Linked DNA regions of Zea mays: region 2 is linked to region 1. The links are chromatin contacts, called in public Hi-C maps. All regions are on one chromosome and are shown on one strand. Each heading gives the region's core, a stretch centred on a gene start, on an enhancer-like site or on the middle of the called end of the contact. The rest is flanking DNA. Distances are from core to core; before and after follow the strand shown. Region 1 overlaps LOC103631953 (methionine--tRNA ligase, chloroplastic/mitochondrial). Region 2 holds the start of LOC100280497.

What was found. Hi-C and Micro-C count contacts between places; a contact is called where the count stands out from the background.
Region 2: a Hi-C map of endosperm shows a contact between it and region 1, with 2.8 times the contacts expected there. The contact joins the promoter of LOC100280497 here to the enhancer-like site in region 1. A contact is called at or near these places in 2 of 25 Hi-C or Micro-C datasets (endosperm and leaf).

The regions. Positions count from the first base shown.
Region 1 is chr1:21,050,360-21,053,226 of Zm-B73-REFERENCE-NAM-5.0, reverse strand. LOC103631953 (methionine--tRNA ligase, chloroplastic/mitochondrial) reads right to left here. Exons shown (of 12, transcript XM_008653808.3): 11 at 2,529-2,657; 12 at 1,825-2,364. The coding sequence ends at 2,203. Among protein-coding and RNA genes, the nearest start is that of LOC103631953, 14 kb to the right of the region's middle. Within about 2 kb of position 1,491, at least 20 of the 20 cell types and tissues checked have an H3K27ac peak or open chromatin away from gene starts, as enhancers often do. A contact at or near this core is called in endosperm and leaf, where this site is marked.
Region 2 is chr1:21,530,388-21,533,254 of Zm-B73-REFERENCE-NAM-5.0, reverse strand. LOC100280497 reads right to left here and starts at 1,453. Exons shown (of 5, transcript NM_001153417.1): 1 at 1,361-1,453. The coding sequence starts at 1,379.

The DNA of each region.
Region 1 (2,867 bases), core at 242-2,741:
CATGGGTGCAAGGGCAGCCCCCGAGCCTCTGCACAGGGCGAGAGGATGATCGGAAACGCCTTGACTTTTTAATGATATGCCTCTTCGTCGCCTTTCCACAAGGAGGAAGAGGGGGAAAGCGCCATGCTACCCTCGGTGGGCAACGAGCATGTCGTCTCCGATGAGCTGGTAACGAGTAATTCGAGCGAAGGCTCGAGTCTCGTTTGATAGCGGTCGTCTAGTGGTCCGGAGATGCGCCTCAAAGTACCTGCGAGTGATTCTCTGGTCTCGGACCTGTTCGATGGGGTTCGAGGGCTCGATGCCTCCCTCTGAATGGGATACCGTCACAAATCGTTCCTGGAGGTATCAGATATGTCTTAGTGTACCTCGGCATTGTAGCCCGAGCCTTGGCCATGTATGAGCTTACCCATAGTTATCCCTGACTCTATGCTCTGGGGCGATTGTCGAACCCTACCGAGGGGTCAACCTACGAACCCATGATCAGTAAAGGGCTCGGAGCCCATAATGTGCTCTAGGGTGATACAGTTTAGTAAACTCGTACATACTTAAAGCATGTACAATCCTATTTAATATGTGGTCTTTTGAGGGGTCTTTAAAAGTTTATTTGAAAAAAAAATATAAGAGACATGCTCTTTGTGAAGAGCTCGTCTTTTTACGACTCTCATACATGTTGTCTTTTAGCTGTATTTATGATCTAATGTCTCAAAGTTATATTATATAGTCTATTAATTGTCTCTTATACTTAGAAAAACCAAACAACCCTCAACATCAATAAGCTCTCATCACAAACTAAACAAGAAAGCTTGAAAAACATTGGCGGGAGAGTAGTAGGCACGCTAGAGTCTAGACAAGAAGAGTGTCGTACTCAAAATCAGTAAGCTTCCCGTATTCTAGATTTTTTTTAGTTTTGAAAAATGTTTTTTACTTTAAAATGATGTCTACATGTGGCTAAAGACTATCAATACCGATCAATTTAGATCGATATCACCGATTCGCCAGTGCATGGATTCATATCGATCAATCAATATCGATCGGTTCAACTACAACGCAATTCATATCGAATGATTCGTAAACTAACCAACCAACGGACCGAATCGATCAAGGTCGGAGTAAAACCAGTAGACCCCTGTCGTCGGCTCATGTACGTTAGGGGATCCGTTTCAACCGTCCTTAGATCCAACATCATACAAAATACGGTATTGTTTGCTAGCGGAAAATTAAAGTAAACGCCGGACCTGGGTATGACAGGGTGAGCGTGCCCAAAAGCTGGGAGAGCGCTGCCTAGCCTTTTGGTTGCCTCAAAAGGAGGAGCGCCCCGTGCTGTCGTCTCATGGAGTAGTCAAAAGAAAATAAAGAAAGGAATGCGAAGCTGACACTACGGCTGTACCTGTACGCGCAGCGGTGGACATCGGCGGCTGTGCGAGTGTGCGTGCAGGAGTGGCCCGTGCTGTACTGCTGTGAGGCCGCAACGGCAGCATGTGCCTCCGGAACGAGACTGGGGACCGCTCCCGCGCCTTATTGCCTCAAGTCTAGGCACACTGTAGACACCTAGACGGACGGCTCCAGTGGGATCGGACGGAACAGATCCGAGCAAAAACCCCATACCGTTACTGCCGTGCCGTGTGGACAGTTCGAACCCATCATCGCCGCCCAGTTCGAACCCATCATCGCCGCCAACTTGTCAGCTTTCCAACTTCCGTGCGATGCGGTTGCAATCCCCGCGCAAACTCTCCGTCGACCGTCTAGACTCTAAAATTTAAAATCTTAAATTCACGCCTTAAAATTTTAGCAAAGTCGATTAAACATTTATTTGCAACAACTCCATATAACAACCAGCTACTGTGTTATTAGTTCATAAAAATCAGCATGTCTCCAAACATTAGAAACAAGTCAAGTCCAAAGATATCTAATGGACATTGGGTTTTTTTAAGTTGCTCTCCACCTTATCCAAAACAACAAATATCCAATTAGATTTTGGATGATCCAAATCCGCTGCTAGCTCTACTCGCAATTATCCTAGCTCTCTCTCTGACAGAGCATCAGAATCAATAGTGGTCTTTTTTTGGCTATCTACATGATACAATGTGACACGTTAGCAAAGAACAAATTTCAGGAACAGATAGGCTAAAGATTTTTTTCCAAAAAAAAGAGAAGATGAAATATTCTCCTTTTAACGATGCTGATACACTGTTCCAACAGAAACTATGCCTCCACAAGTCCTTTCCTGCGTGCTTTCTTCCCACCTTTTGCTGCTTTTGAACTTGTTTGGGCTTCCTCTTCCACCTCGGTTTCTATCCTTGCAAATACTGGCTTTGGCTCCGACATTACCTGGCCTGCTTTAAGGCCTCCCCATTTCGTATCCTCCTAATGACATAACTGAAAATGATTACATGCTCTGGAAAATACTGAGGCTGATCCATATAAGATTGAAGACTGCATTTCCTGATGATGCCTGATTGTATTTTTGAGGATGAACATATATAAATAAGAACGGAATCATACAGCATGTCTATGATACAAGAACATACCCATCTCAACACCCTAAACTGGTCTTCTGTGAAACCAAGCTGTGTGTAAATCCTCAGAGAAAGGCTTGGAGTGATAGGAGATAGTGTGATTGCAATTATCCTCATTGTCTCTAAAATAAGTACGAGATCCTGTAGATAAGTGGGGACATAATAAGCAATGTAGTCATATCACAAAACTACAGAAGCGGGGTGCAGTTTCTTTATGTATCATAGCTTGCCAAACACCATCTGAAATATCAATCATTTATGGTTCCATCCATATATTTCACAACAACGGAACAAGTTTTGTACAGTTAATAAGTAGCTTCATGCGTCATATACATCAGACAAATCATTGAT
Region 2 (2,867 bases), core at 204-2,703, 480 kb before region 1:
AGCACATTGAGTACTCTGCCACCAAGCATGCAAATCTCAGCAACAGCTGAGGCTGAATCGGATTTGAGAAACAACACAGATTTGGTATGGTCGAACGAATCCAAGGCCAGATGGATCTGCACTTCGGGTGGCATAGGAGGTGAGGGGCAGTGACAAGAAGAGACTTGGACAAGAGAGCGCCGTGAAGCAGGCATGAGCGAAGACAAACCTAGTTTAGGGTCAGCTTGAGGTGACCATAGCATGTTGGAGCATCCATCGGAGAGAGCCAGGGTGGAGGAAGAACTCATTCCACTATCAATCGAAAGGAAACGGTAGGATGACAGTGGCGAGGCTGGGTTTATAGAAAAGGTAACTGACTGGCATATTTCTAAATGGCCCAAAATCTCGGCGGTATTAAAGTGAACAAAGACAGTATGAAGGTATATTTCTAAAATTGCGATCTTTTGATGCCACAGATCAAATTTTCCCTAAATATGATATTTCAGATAATATATGGACATTAGTAAATACTAGAAGAATATCCTAAACAGTGATATGGACACTCAAAATGACAATGAATACCTTGAAACCTATCACCAAAATTTAAAATTTCATTAGACGACAAAACAGATGGCAAAATGCATTGATTCCGCCAGAATTTTTTTGACTACCAATTCCTACCCTACAACCAACCTTGCTAACTAAACTCGGCGGCCGGGGAGGGAAAGACCGCCCTCCCGGTATTATATTAAGAACCCTGCCCCATCACTAACGGGCCGATCAACTACCCACTGTGCAACGGCCCAGCCACAGGGTGGTGCGCAGGATATCGATCCGCGAGAGCAGGCGGGCGGCAGCAAGAGGATTTTTTTAACCAAGCTCGAAATTCGCCCCCGAGGGGATCGAACCCAAGACCTGGAGATGCTACTCGAAAGCCTTAACCATTACGTTAGAGGCCCTTAACGAGAACAAAATTTTCGCATGCACATCAAGCAAACTAAAAAAAAGTAATCTAAAACCCTGTTTTCAACCCTAGACAACACTTCATTTCGGTGCCACTAGAACACCCAAATGAACTACATCAATCGACATAAACAAATAACCAATCATATTACCAGCCAACCACAAACATTATAGAGCAAAAACATGGGGTTAACTTCAGATATAACACCCAAAGTTTCAGCCCACAGATCGCCTAAAACAGAAGAACTCTACTTTCGTCATGCCTCCCGCCCCCTCTAAACCCCTAAATTACCAAATATGTGAAAGAAAAACACACTAACCGCAACACGGCCACCAGATTTCTCCGGAATTCTACCCGATAGACACGTTTTCCAACCCCGAACGACGAAAATCCACACGAATCGCATCGAGAACTCACCGACTACAGGGACGTTCATCGCGCCACTGACGCCTCGGCGCGAAGCTACCCTCGCAGATGGGAGTCGACAGTGGCGGAGGAAGATTCTCTTTTTGGTATGGCTCCTTCTGCTACCTCAGTCTCGTCGGCAGGCCTCCTCCGACCTGAGCGCCGCGCCGTTCAAGATCAGCAGCAGGAACCGGAAGCTGTTCTTCCTCAGCCCAGTGCGGCACGCCCACTGCGGGGGCGGACACCGGACACCGGAGGCTGAGGCCGGATGCGGAGGTGGCCAGGTGGGCGGAGAGCAGAGGCCGCCGCCGGCGGGCGGAGGCCGGAAGCCGGTGGCTGGTGGGCGGGCTGGCGGAGGCTGGAATCGGACTGCGTTCAGGGGGCCGCGACGGTGCCGGAGGCGGAGGACGGAGGTCGGGACGGGCGGACGCAGGTGGCCGCGGCGGTGAGGGGGTGAGGGCTGCCTGGGGTGGAGTTGCGGAGAAAGGGCGAGGCACTTGGGCCAGATGGATAGTTGGGCCGTATTGTTAGTTTTTTTTAATTTGGTATGGCTCGGTTACGGCTCCAGCCCTCCTTATCTCACTCTTTATTTTAAACTTCACTCTATAAACATTATAATCTATAGTACAAAACAGTACTTTACAAATTCGTTTACACGGCCCTCTCAAGATGGCCTAACAGGCACCGGTCCAATCCGTTCGAAAAAATCTGACCCAATTCGACCCGGTCAGTGCCACGGGCGGATGCGGCCATGCGGGCCAAAAGTTTAACTCGTCAAAAAATCCAGGTTGGGCTCGGGCCACGATGATAGCCTACATGCAGCATGTCGACCCAATAAAATAATAAAAAACTGTAACTTTGTCTCATCCTCTGTCCAAAAATATACTTCCATAGTCTATGAGCCGAACTTTGCCTCGACATACGTAAGTTCATCTTCATCTTTAACAAACACAAAATGAGTGGAGAAAATGAGTTGTGGGCCGAACACCTCTCGTTAGTCATAGGTCGTCCGCTCAGGTCTGCTGTCAGGCACAACTCAAATCTACTTACGGTCCAGCCACCGGGTTGATCCGTGGGCATCGGGTCAAGTCATGGGTGGGCTCGGGCCAAGATATTAGAGTATAGGTCGGTGCCACGGGCGGGCTCGGGCCAACTAGATTTCTACCGGATTTTTGGCCCGATCCGAACCCGAACTGGTCCAAAAAATGTCCAGATCTACTCTAGGGTCGAAGAATGAGACGAGCAAGGAAACTCTGTTGGCTGATCCCAATAGAACATGTAAAAAGAGATGCATATGTGCTTTTCCTTAGCTTCCAACATGTAATACATACACACGATGCATTTTACGTGTCCTGACCAAGGAGAGCAAAAATTGCATTACCCCCTCTCCTCAATGCATCCCACACAGCTGCAGACCGAAGCCACGTGTGCGCTGTTTATAACCATTTAACGCGGTGCTTTTTTTCCTGATACATGTCCATATGCATCTCTCGGTTGTATGCGCTTTCATTTTATATTG